Linked DNA regions of Mus musculus: regions 2 and 3 are each linked to region 1. The links are chromatin contacts, called in public HiChIP or PLAC-seq and promoter capture Hi-C maps. All regions are on one chromosome and are shown on one strand. The core of a region is the stretch at or near the end of the contact, and the rest is flanking DNA. Distances in the headings are between cores, read along the strand shown. Region 1 holds the start of Dctpp1 (dCTP pyrophosphatase 1). Region 2 holds the start of Nupr1 (nuclear protein transcription regulator 1). Region 3 holds the start of Hsd3b7 (hydroxy-delta-5-steroid dehydrogenase, 3 beta- and steroid delta-isomerase 7).

What was found. Promoter capture Hi-C pulls out the DNA fragments that hold promoters and counts their contacts. HiChIP or PLAC-seq counts read pairs in DNA pulled down with a chosen protein or histone mark.
Region 2: a promoter capture Hi-C map of liver shows a contact between it and region 1, with 2.7 times the contacts expected there. The contact joins the promoter of Nupr1 here to the promoter of Dctpp1 in region 1. A contact is called at or near these places in 1 of 39 promoter capture datasets (liver) and 1 of 115 datasets of contacts at active chromatin or transcription factors (pancreatic cancer cells).
Region 3: an RNA polymerase II HiChIP or PLAC-seq map of embryonic stem cells shows a contact between it and region 1, with 8 read pairs. The contact joins the promoter of Hsd3b7 here to the promoter of Dctpp1 in region 1. A contact is called at or near these places in 3 of 39 promoter capture datasets (liver and pre-B cells), 1 of 484 Hi-C or Micro-C datasets (liver) and 5 of 115 datasets of contacts at active chromatin or transcription factors (bone marrow-derived macrophages, craniofacial prominence, embryonic stem cells and 2 more).

What each region holds. Positions count from the first base shown.
Region 1 is chr7:127,258,775-127,262,706 of GRCm38.p6, reverse strand. It overlaps Dctpp1 (dCTP pyrophosphatase 1), which reads left to right and starts at 2,040. Exons shown (of 3, transcript NM_023203.1): 1 at 2,040-2,184; 2 at 3,239-3,349. The coding sequence starts at 2,084.
Region 2 is chr7:126,623,381-126,627,312 of GRCm38.p6, reverse strand. Nupr1 (nuclear protein transcription regulator 1) reads left to right here and starts at 1,843. Exons shown (of 3, transcript NM_019738.1): 1 at 1,843-1,990; 2 at 2,280-2,423; 3 at 3,734-3,932. The coding sequence starts at 1,879. The coding sequence ends at 2,410. The region is part of intron 1 of Gm39087 (a long non-coding RNA gene); the gene reads right to left.
Region 3 is chr7:127,798,668-127,802,599 of GRCm38.p6, reverse strand. Hsd3b7 (hydroxy-delta-5-steroid dehydrogenase, 3 beta- and steroid delta-isomerase 7) reads right to left here and starts at 1,991. Exons shown (of 7, transcript NM_133943.2): 1 at 1,886-1,991; 2 at 1,354-1,525; 3 at 984-1,139; 4 at 658-766; 5 at 487-586; 6 at 202-364. The coding sequence starts at 1,519. Setd1a (SET domain containing 1A) reads right to left here. Exons shown (of 19, transcript NM_178029.3): 18 at 3,372-3,509; 19 at 2,478-3,294. The coding sequence ends at 3,121.

The DNA.
Region 1 (3,932 bases), core at 791-3,290:
GCAGGAAATCACTACACCATTGGGTTTTATTTATGAATTTGGTGCTAGAGTTTGAGCCAATGCTCCCTTGCATGCAAACCTCTACCACTAAGCTACACCCAGCCTCCTCTCTGATCTTAGTGTCTAGAATCTGACTCTTTCTTCCACTTTCTTTTTTTCTTTCATTTCTACAAGAATGCAAGCCCTTTCTAAAGCGGAGAACAGACAGAGTGACTATGACTGAGGTACAAAAACAAACAGCTGTACAGCTGGGTTACACACAAACAGCTGGCACCCGTCCATGCCTCATGTCTATAATTTCAGTGCTTAGAAGGCGATGCAGGGGGATTGGCATGAGTTTGACAGTACCCTAAGCTACGTAATGAGTTCCAGGGTTATAAGGTGATAGACTGCCTCAAAAACTCAAACCAACCGAACCAACAAAACAACCCCTCTTCTTGGGTAACTCCATTCCTGTCATGGTCAATGACTGACTCTGTGATTTTTCAGATTGAAAATTCTGAAGAGATTGGATAGCTCCATGGGCTGGGTACAGAACTTGCCTATCATGCTCAAGTCTCTGGGTTCCATCCTGGAACCTTTAAAAATGAAAAAGGGAAGCTGGACGGAGGTGGCTCATGCCTTTAATCCCAGCACTTGTGAGGCAGAGGCAGGTGGATTTCTGAGTTTGAGGCCAGCCTGGTCTACAGAGTGAGTTCCAGGACAGCCAGGGCTACACAGAGAAACCCTGTCTCGAAACAAACAAACAAACAAAAAATTGAGAAAGGGTGTGCAGTGCTGATAGCTGAGCAGTTGAAAACCTTTGTTACCTGCCTGGTGATGGTGGCACACACGTTAATCCTAGCACTCAGGAGACAGAGGCAGGTGGAGCTCTGTGAGTTTGAGGCCAGCCTGGTCTACAGAGTGAGTTCCAGGATAGCCAAGACTATACAGTGAAAGCCTATCACAAACAACTTTGCTCCTCTTATAGAGGGATCAGGGTTTGGTACTTCATAACCACTGATAACTCTAGTTCCAGGGGATTCTACATCTCTGACCTTTGCTAACAACTCATGTGCACACACCCAATGCACATACCTGGACACACGCATATACATAATTTTCTTTGTAATTCTTAAGGTTCTTAAGGAGAAAAAAAAATCTTACGGGTCTGGAAAGATGGCTCTAAGGATAAGACCACTTGTTGCTCTTGCAGAGAACCACAGTTCTAATCCTGGATCCGACATCTTCTTCTGGCTGTCCTGGGCACGGGCACACAAGGGGTCCAAAGACATACATGTAAATATGGAGAGAGAGAGAGAGAGGGAGAGAGAGAGATTGAGAGAGAGAGAGAGAGAGAGAATAAAAACAAGTCTTTTAAAAGAAAACAGGCTTCAAAACCTAGCCAGTGTAAACGAGCTTGGTGTCCTCTTGTGCATTGTGTAAGGCTGTGATAGTGACCCATGGGAAAGAGGTCATACCCTATCTACCTGCTACAAATGTCAGTGTCACGTAAACGCGAAGAGGAGGTATGCCTTCCTCTCCCTGTAGGATTGCTTGCAATCATTGGAATCCACTGGTGTAGGACGCTGAAATGGGTTACAAAGACTGGGTCCTCCCCCTCTCTGGAAGTATGCAGTTTTTCTCATCAATCTCTTTCAAATTGTGTGAAGGCCGTCCACGTGAAATGACCACGCACATGCTGGGTCCTTCACTTGTAGGGTTTTTGCTCTCAGTGGACCCGCCTCCTCCGCGCCTGCCATTTCACTTTGGCGCCATCTGGCGCCCATTAAGCAAGTCACGTCGCATTAGGCTTTCTGTTCTACTGTCTTTCCCAGATTGAATTTGTACCTGTCCCTTTAAGAAGTTTCGCCTGGGCGGAAGAACTCGAGGGCACAGAAGGAGAAAATACACTTGAAACTCCCTTCAGATTGGTTCAGGCCGGAGAAGGGGCGGGCCGTAGCTAAAATTCACGTATATGACTGGGTCCTCCTCCGGCTCCGCCCCGGGAACGCACTGAGAAGCCGTGATTGGTCAGAACTCTGGAGGCGGCTCCGAGCGCGGCGCGGGGTCCGCTCCCGCGCGGGTTGGACTAGTGGGCGGAATGTCCACGGCTGGTGACGGTGAGCGCGGTACTGTGGGACAAGAAGACTCTGCTGCTGCCCGCCCGTTCAGATTCAGTCCGGAGCCCACGCTTGAGGACATGTAAGCAGTCCTTGTCCGTCCTCGGATGGAGAAACTAACCTTTTTGTGGTAATGAGGAGGGTCCCTCCACGTGGTCCAGAAGAACAACACGTCCGAGGCCATCCGGGTCCTCCTGGCTGACCTCTGGAGAACCTAGCTAAATAAACATTATGTGCACAGTGCACACCTGAGGCCGGGGAAATTGGGTGACGCCCCCGGGCATGTTAAGTACCAACCTTTAATACAACCTTGGAGAGATAACAGAGGTCTGTTAGAACCTCTGCACCCCAGGAGAGATGGGTAGTTGGACAGGGGAAGCTGAAGTGTAGAATTCTTTTTTCTTGCAGAATGTCAAGGAAGGCCCCAGTGGGCAGTGTCTCAAAACTGCATCCTGTGAGTTAGTTAGACCTAGATGTGTGGAGATAGGGGCGTTAAGGTGGAGTACCGGAAGAAGTAGCAGTAGGAAAATGGAATAATAAAGGGTGTTGCTTAATTTGGCTTGAGGTTAAAATCTGTACAGGGGCACGTTCATTTCCAGATGATAAGAAAGTCTTAGCCGGGCAGTGGTGGCGAACACCTTTAGTCCCAGCATTTGGGAGGCAGAGGCAGGTGGATTTCTGAGTTTGAGGCCAGCCTGGTCTACAGAGTGAGTTCCAGAACAGCCAGGGCTACACAGAGAAACCCTGTCTTGAACACCACCCCCAACCCCAATGAAAGGCTTGTTAGGGCTGGAGAGATGGCTCAGTGGTTAAAGAGCACTGACTGCTCTTCCAGAGGTCCTGAGTTCATGAGTTCAGTTCCCAGCAACCACATACATGGTGGCTCACAACCATCTGTAATGGGATCTGATGCCCTCTTCTGGCGTGTCTGAGAAGAGTGTCAGTGTACTCACAAACATAAAATAGGTAAATAAATCTTTTTTAAAAAGTCTTGTTAAAAGTTAGTAACATAAGGACATCCAAGATGTTTGACTGTAGGATTCAGAGTCCCATGCCCTTTCTAGATGTATGCCAGGCACCTGCGTCTTGTCCTCTAACCCTGAGACTTGAACCTCCACCCCTTTACTTTATTCCAGCCGACGCCTCCATGCAGAGTTTGCAGCTGAGCGGGACTGGGAGCAGTTCCACCAGCCTCGGAACCTGCTGCTAGCCTTGGTGGGAGAAGTGGGCGAGCTGGCAGAACTCTTGTGAGTAGATGGAGTCTTCCTGGAAGAGGCTGTTTGGGGTTGGGGAAACAATGTATTTTAGCCTCAAAAACTGTGGTTGGTTTTATTTTCCTTACTGCTGTATTCTGTGCTGCTGCTAGGGATACAGAGATGACAGACGAGTCCCAGCCCTGGTGGGTGCTGGGGACAGTTTCCAGGGAGAGTGAAATGTAGAAACAGTGAGGCAGACCTAGGTCTAAGAAGAACAGTTGTCAGCAGGGCTGTGGTGGTGCACGTTTTTAATCCAGTATTCAGAAGGCAGGCAGGTGAATATGTAACTTTGAGGCCAGCCTGCTTTACAGCATGAGTTTTATGACAGCCAGGGGTACACAGAGAGACCCTGTCTCAAAGGAAAAAAGAAGGTATATGGGGACGGGGGTGGTGAACAGTTGTCACCGGCATTTTACCTCTGTGTAAGGCTGAAATAAGGAATTTAAAAGGGTGGCCTGCCAGACAGAGAACTTCCTTTACAAAGGTAGTGCAGGGGCTGCTGAGATGTCTCAGTGCTGATGAGCACTTCCTGCTCTTGCAGAAGAGCTGAGTCAGTTCCCAGCACCCCTGTGCC
Region 2 (3,932 bases), core at 594-3,093, 640 kb after region 1:
CCATGTTCACTCTGGACTCTTGCAGATAGCTCTGCTTGTGCTCTCCCTCATGTCTACACTAAACCTTCTCCACCATACCCAGGAGCCGCATGGCCTCTGCTTTTTAATTTTTTCATTCATATTTCTGACGACGACGACGGTGACAATGATGATTCACCTGTTCGTTTCCTATAGAGTAAAATTTGGGGGCATGGGGAGGGTCTGGGAGGAGTTGGAGAAAAGAAACCTTGATCAGAATACATTGTATGAAAACTTTTTTTAAAATAAAAAAAAAGTAGAAAATTTCATTTCACATGCTTTTTATTTGAACTTAAAATTCATACTAATTCTTATCAAACAACCCAAGGGAAGCTAGTATGGACTGAAAAAGCTTACTATTAGTTCACACTTGATTCATACTGGCTGGGTGTGGTGATGCACACCTTTAAACCTGGCACTCAGGAGTCAAAGGCAGGTTGATCTCTGAGTTCAACACTAGACTCAAATCTGGCCTACAGAGCAAGTTCTTAGCCAGCCACAGCTAAAACAGTGAGACTGCCTAAAAAACAAGGCAGGGGGTATCAAAGCACAAATACCTGTTTATTTCATTCTGCCCTCAATATATTATTTAAATTTTAGAAGTCACACGTATTTATTGTGTGTGTACATGGATAGGAATGTGAGGGTCAGAGGACAATTTATGGGACATTTTTCTCTCCCATACTGTATGGGTCCTGGAAACCGATAAACTCAGGTTGTCAGGCTTGGTGGCAAGTACTTTACCCATTGAGTCATCTTGCCAACACACAATATTTTATTTTAAATTCCTTTTCTCCACCCTTTTTTTTTTTGAGGGGGGAGGGTCAAGGCAAGGGCACTGTATGGGAACCCATGGGAAGTTGTGACTAATCCTTACACTGTTCCCGCTTGTGAAGGTTTTCCAGGCCTCATGAGTCTGCAACCTCTCACCAACAGAGCCAGATAGAGTTATCCTCTGTTAAAGGGGGAACCTGAAGCAATCAGAGAGGGAAAGTGACGTGTCCAAGGTCACACAGCAGGAAACACTGGATCTGAGCTGACTTGTGATCCCAGCATTTAGGATGAGGAGGCCAGAGAATTGCAAGTTCAAGGGCTAACCTGGGCTCCATAGAAGGATTCTGTCAGAAAGAAAGGTAGAGGGAGGTGGATCAGGAATCAGAGTGTGGAATCCAGGGTATTTGCTGTCTCTACCAGCTAGCTATCCTCCATCTTGCATGAGGAAGAAGTCCCTGGGGACTCTGTTGAAGGGGACTTTTCACAAAAATAGAAGCCTTGGGTGTGACAGGAACTGCTGACCAAGCAAGAAGTGGGTCAGTGTCCCTCCTCCCTCCCTTTTCAGTATGTATGCTGCCACTACCTCCTGAATCTGAACCAGACTACAGTGTGTGTGTGTGTGTGTGTGTGTGTGTGTGTGTGTGTGTCTGTCTGTCTGTCTGTCTGTCTGTCTAACTATGACCCAGGCCCAGGAGGGGCTTGTGGCAGAGGCTGAAATGATAGGAAGGACTGGCCTATCTGAGGCCCTCTGCTCTCCCTGGCCAATATCCCAAAGACTGTGCCCAGATCCTGTCTGCTTCCTCCGCCCCTGAGGCGAGAGCTTTCCACGTGGAAAAACACAGCTGTGCTTGGGTGAGTCCTGTGAGGGAGGAGGGAGGGGAGGGTGCTCCTCTCTGCTCAGGACTGCTGTCTATGGGCCCAGTTCTGGGAAAGGGCCAGATTGCATCAGACAGGGCTTGGAGGGCGGGGGCCAACCCCGTGGTTTAGGGAGGAGACAGCGTTATAAGTAGGGTGAGAAACTGGGAGAGGGCAGACATTCAGACAAGGAGACACAGGCAAGACTTTGGAGAGAGCAGACTAGGCATAATGGCCACCTTGCCACCAACAGCCAACCCTTCCCAGCAACCTCTAAACCTAGAGGATGAAGATGGAATCCTGGATGAATATGATCAGTACAGCCTGGCCCATCCCTGTGTCGGTAAGGTTTTCGTGGTAGCTCCTTGGTCAGCCCATCTGCTTCTCACTGGGTACCCCGGTTTACCTTTCCTAGCTAATCTATTCCCAACTCCCAAGTAACCCCTTCTAGTCTCATCTACTGAGTTCTGTCTCCCTTAGCCCCAAGAACTCACAAGTGAGCATCTCTCATTCTATACTTGAGTAAACAGCAAGGATAGAGTGCTTCAGACGTGAAGACGTGACCGCCCCACTCTGGCCATTTATATGCCTGTCCTAACCTCACACACCTCCTCTACCTCCTGCTCCACCAGTCGGGGGAGGTCGGAAAGGTCGGACCAAGAGAGAAGCTGCTGCCAATACCAACCGCCCTAGCCCTGGCGGGCATGAGAGGAAGCTGCTGACCAAGTTCCAGAACTCTGAAAGGAAAAAAGCCTGGCGCTGAGACGGAGCTGGAGGTGAGTCGGGAGAGCCGGGCCTAAGTGTGCCGAGCGGGAAGCGGGGAGCCAAAAGCTGGTCCTGGTGAGATGGCGCTGCAGGTAGAGGCTCTTGCAGGCAAGCAGGACAACCTGTGCTTGATCTCTGGGACTCGAGTGATGAAAGGGGAGAGAACCAACTGCAAGCTGTGTTCCCAGGGAGCCCTGCAGATAGATGTCCAGGCAGGGAAGTGATAAGAATGAAAACCCCATTCAGACCGAATTCCATCAGCTTGGATCAGATTTCAGGGCATCTAACGCCAGGCGGTTCACTGTCAGCATATTTAAAACACAGTACAATTTGGGAAGAGGTTTCTAGGCAACAGTCAGGTCCATCAGTTCAATTCCAGGAGCACAATAAAGCTTGAGGTGTGACTACACTGAAACTCCATGAGGGTGGGTTCTAGAGCTAAAGGCCTAGAATCTAGAGTGGTCTCTGACCAATAGCATGGAGGTCATCAGGCAGATGTGACATCTCTCCTAAGAGTGGGTAATGGTCTAGGGAGGGGAGAGTCTGGGATTATCATTCTGGAGAACTTGAGTGAGGTCGGCTTCTATAGCAAAAGCTGGGGAGGTCTGACTCCACACAGAGCCAAAAGCTCACCAGGTTGTTAACAAAATCCACTCTCAGATTTCTGAGTGGAATGCAGGTATTTGACTTTATCTCCTGCATTGAGGAGACACACGGCATGATTAAAACTTCTGGTTCTTAGTGCTTCTCTTGAGTACAAGGACCTCTGTGCCCCCAATGTCCACCGACTTCCATATGCTCAAAGTAGCACACGAGAATACGCATGTGCGCACATGCATGCAAACACATTGGCATATCAATAAATGAAAAAAATAGTGTTGGCCGGACAGTGGTGGCACACGCCTTTAATCCCAGCACTTGGGAGGCAGAGGCAGATGGATTTCTGAGTTCAAGGACAGCCTGGTCTAAGAAGTGAGTTCCAGGACAGCCAGGGCTATACAGAGAAACCTGTCTCGAAAAAACAAAATACAAAAAACAAAAACCAAAACCAAAACAAAACAAAACAATAGTGTTGTGACACTATTTTTATTCTACATCTAAAATAATATGAGACCCGTATTTGACTGAGCTCCCTGGTAACCAGAGGTGGGGGGAGTTCCCATGGAGCCTTTCCAATGGAGAGGAAGTTTGGTTTATGGAAAGGGAAACTGAGGCAGATAGAGTCAAGTACTTCTCTAAGGTAATAGCAAATATGAGTAGGAAAGGTGGAAGTCAAACTCTGATCTCTGTCCCTTTCGTTGCCTGCTTTCCCTCTGCACAGATAAGGCCAGACCACAGACACCACACCCAGCAATGGATACAGGACATCACACCCAGCAATGGATACAGGACATCACACCCAGCAATGGATACAGGACCTTGGAGAAATTAGGAGTTGTAAGCAGGACCTAGGCCTGCTTGATTCTTTCCCACCTAAGTGAGGTTCTGGAGAGGGAGCCCTTCCACCCTTCCAGACCCAG
Region 3 (3,932 bases), core at 742-3,241, 540 kb before region 1:
GTCGCTCCTGTTGCTCATCATAACCTACGCCATGTTCTTATGTCAGCCCTCCCAACTGCTTGGATGCTTTCCCCGTTTTTCAACTCATGCAGAAAATGCCCACATGCCACTGTCTGCCTGAGCTCGCGTGGAGCCAGGCGTACACGCGTGACTCTGCCACCATCAGAGCCACTCCTCGAGCCCTGCTGTCCCTGTCCTTACCAACATAGACCCGACCGTGCTCCACAGAAGCTGGGACGGCCCGAAATAGACGACCTCCAAAGCGCAGTCCCTGGTAGTAGAAGTCTCTCATGACCTGATGACCTTCACCATAAATGCCCGTGGGTCGAAGGGCACATGTCACCAGGGGTAGCCCTCCATTGACCTGGTGGCAGAGGGGAATTTTGAAGTGTACCCACCCTCTCCACCGTGGGCTGGAGATGGATGCAAAGAAGCCTGGGACTCAGGCTCTGCCCCTGCAGCTCAAGTCCCATCTTTGCAGTGTACCTTCCTTCCATTGGCCTCGAGGACCAGCTGCTCAGCAAGGGCTTTACTGCATGGGTAGGGATGGCTGTGGACTGCCTCATATGGGGTATCTTCATTGCCCCTGGAGAGGGGAGAAAGAAGACTGAGTGCTGGAGGGAAATGGGCTCTAAGATTAAGTGGGGCTGAGCTCACCTGTAGAAGGGGTGGCCCTTGATGTTAGGCCCCACCACTTCCATGCTGCTCGTGTAGACCAGGTACTGAGTGCCAGTCTGCACACAAGCATCAATCACATTCTGTGTGCCTATGGAGGAAAGGGACAGACGCAAGCTGTGTCTTCCCGCCTCTCACTCCTTCTGCCCCCCCCCCCCCCCCAGTGTCCAAGGAGAACCGCATCAGGTCAGGACAGGGTTCGACAGCAGTAAATGGACAAGGTTATCAAAAAGGACAGGCCCTCCCATAAAAATCACTGGTCAGAGGCAGGCCACACACTAGGGGCCAACAGGTAGGTAGCAGCTCACCCTGCACGTTGACTTTGTGGATGGTCTTTGGACTGGCCTTCCCAAACACATCCACCAACCCAGCTGTATGGATGACCACATGTGATCCAGACATGGCTGCTGCCACCTCATGGGCCTGAGTCACATCCCCCTGGATGGCAGTCACCTGCACAGGCCCTGGTGGAGACCCGAGGCAGTGTCAGAGCTGGGGCCTTAGCCAGCTGCTGAGTTTGGCCTGTCCACACCCTGGAAGCCACATGAACCAATGACTCACCCGGCCCCTCTGTCTGGTGGAGAACAAACAGGAATCATCTTTTCCATAAGCTGAGGTATCCCAGTCTGGGAAGGGATGGGGCCTCCCTACCTCCTGCTACTGCCCCACTCCAGTCACCTGCTTTCAGCTCCTCCAGCCAAGAACTCAGGTGCAGGTCAAAGACACGCAGCTCCCGGAGCCTGGGCTCCCGTTCCAGCAGCATCCGAACAATATGTTCCCCCAGGAAGCCGCAGCCACCTGTGACCAGGTATACCAGTGTTGGCACCTGTGCAGAGTCTGCCATGCCCAGCTGTGGGAAGAGAATTTAGCTCACTAGAATTGCCTGGTAGCACCTGCTCCAACCATGTGTTCTTCATAGAAGGGATCATTAGGTGGGAGCAGTGTGGGTGGAGAGGCTGAGTAGCAGGGGTGGGTTGCAGTTTTCTGTGCCTGTAGCACTAAGGCTCCCTGCCCTCTGACCCTAACTGCTGAGTCACTAGAATTGGATGCAGAATGGGAGGGATTGAGGCGGGTGGGGGGAAAAAAAAAAAAAAAAAAAAAGACTAGATTACTAAAGGACAGGCAGAGAAAGCAAGGAGTTGAATAGGGAGGTTGGAAGGGCGCAGGCTAAAAGGCAGGCCAGCTGGGCCTCAGTATCAGCTCTGCCTACCTGTAGTAAGTCCCAGGGCGCACAAACTGGCCACTGGAGGAGGTTGTGTCCTGGACTGGTGGACCAGCTAGATGTACATAGGCTTCCTTCCTTCCGCTCGCTCCTCCCTCCTGACCCATTCCAGGAAGGAGACCAGCCTAGCCTCCACCCCTAGGGGCGGGCAAGGGGGTTTGGAGGGAATTTTCTTGCCAGAGTGCCCCCTGGTGGCCAGTCCACTCTTCAGTGGCAGGCAAAGGACAGAACCTGCCCATTTGGTAGTGTATTTCAGGATAATAGGGTAGGGAAGGGATGCCCCCATCACTGATATGTTTGTCCCTCCTGCTGGGTCTCCCAGTAGGCTGAAGGCCCAGCACCAGCTATGGTTCTGGGAGGGAGAGCAGGGTAAACCTGATCTTGACATAATTCTGGCTAGCATCCATAGTGAGACAGATCTGGCATGTTTGTTGTATCTAGGTGGTTGGTCCAAAGCAGCACTGCGGTCTGCAGGTTGATTCACCCCAAACTCAAAGCCACCCATTCCCCCTCTCTCCTGCTTCACCCACTGTGGCAACTTGCATCCCAGTCTGCTCTTCCCAAAGATACTGACCAAGCATTTTTGTACAATAAAGTTTAATCACAATTATAAAAATGTGGTGTTGGGTTTCACTATTAACATTATGTACAATCCAGCCCAACAAGAAGGGCCTGCCCCCCACCATCCTGGCCCACTGAGCCAGAGCCCTGAGACACCAGGGTGGGAGGGTGACCCACAGGGTCTGGCAGGAACAGATGAGGCAGGGTTCCAGGCACAGAGTTCCCAGGACTAGGGGCCAAAGGCCCCCCCAGGGGGAGAACATGGCCACTGCCCCAGAGACCCCTAAACTGGGGCGGGGTGCACATAGGGCAGAAGGGGAAGTCCCCATTAACATGAAGCAAAGGGCTATGCAGCCCCCAAGAATAGCATCTATACAGGCTGGTACCCCAGGTTTCCACAGGAAACAGCTGCTGGCAGCTACAAAACATTTACAGCTTCTTCTTCGCAAAGAAAAAAAAATTAAGAGGGTGTTTGGGCATGGGGCATAGGGGAGGCAGCAGATGCCTCAAAGGACTGAGGCTCCCTTGTTGGCCTCAGTGCTCCCTATCCCACGTGAAGGTGGGGGCAGTGGGCCCTGCTGAGCCCAATAAGGCTGGGGTGCTGGGAGCTTAGGGCACCAAGGGGGAATAAATAGGGGTGAGGGCACCGGTCCTGCCCCACCTCAGTTGAGGGAGCCACGGCAACTTTCAGTGCCGCACAGACACGGAATCTTGTTGTCTTCTAGTGGGAACTTGTAGTCGTAGGTGATCTCCTCATCCACGCCGATGGGCTGCTTCGAGTAGATGACAATCTTTTTCTGAGACTCAATGGTGATCACCTTCGCATAGCAGTTGGGCTGCAGGAGGTGGGAGTGTAAGCCACAGCCCCACCTCACCCCTGCCCAGCCCAGCCCCGGCCCAGCCCTGAGCGCACCGTGCAGCAGTGGTTGATGAACCTGGCGAGGTTGCCACACTTGGTGGCATCAATGATGGTGTCGTGATCCACCCGGAAAAGGTAGCTGCTGCCAATGCCCTCCTGCACGTAGCGCTTTTCCCGCATGTCCGCTACCATCTGTGAGAGTAAGACACGCCCTAAGACTTCAGCCACTGCATGGACTAGACTTGCTCCCCTCTGGCCAAGCCACCAGTTCCTGGGCCCATGTTGACTGGGTCGGCATCTGAGTGTACCTGCTCCCACCCATTCTGATCCAAAGTCAGCAGAAGGGGACTCTGGGGAAACCAGCACTGGCTCTTCTGAGAACCTGTGTGGCCATAGTGGATGGAGTCCATAACATGCTGTGGGCCCGGGGCAGCTTCCGAAATGACAGTGGCCATGCCTTGAATTGAAGCCTTTCCTAGGACTAGCCTTCATACACAGGCACCTACTGGGCAGCTGGTGAGAGCAGATGGCAGATGGTCTGTGCCAGGACAAAGGCCTTGTGCTGCAAGGGGCAGCTATTCCCAGGAAATAGGTAATGCAATTGCCACTCTCACT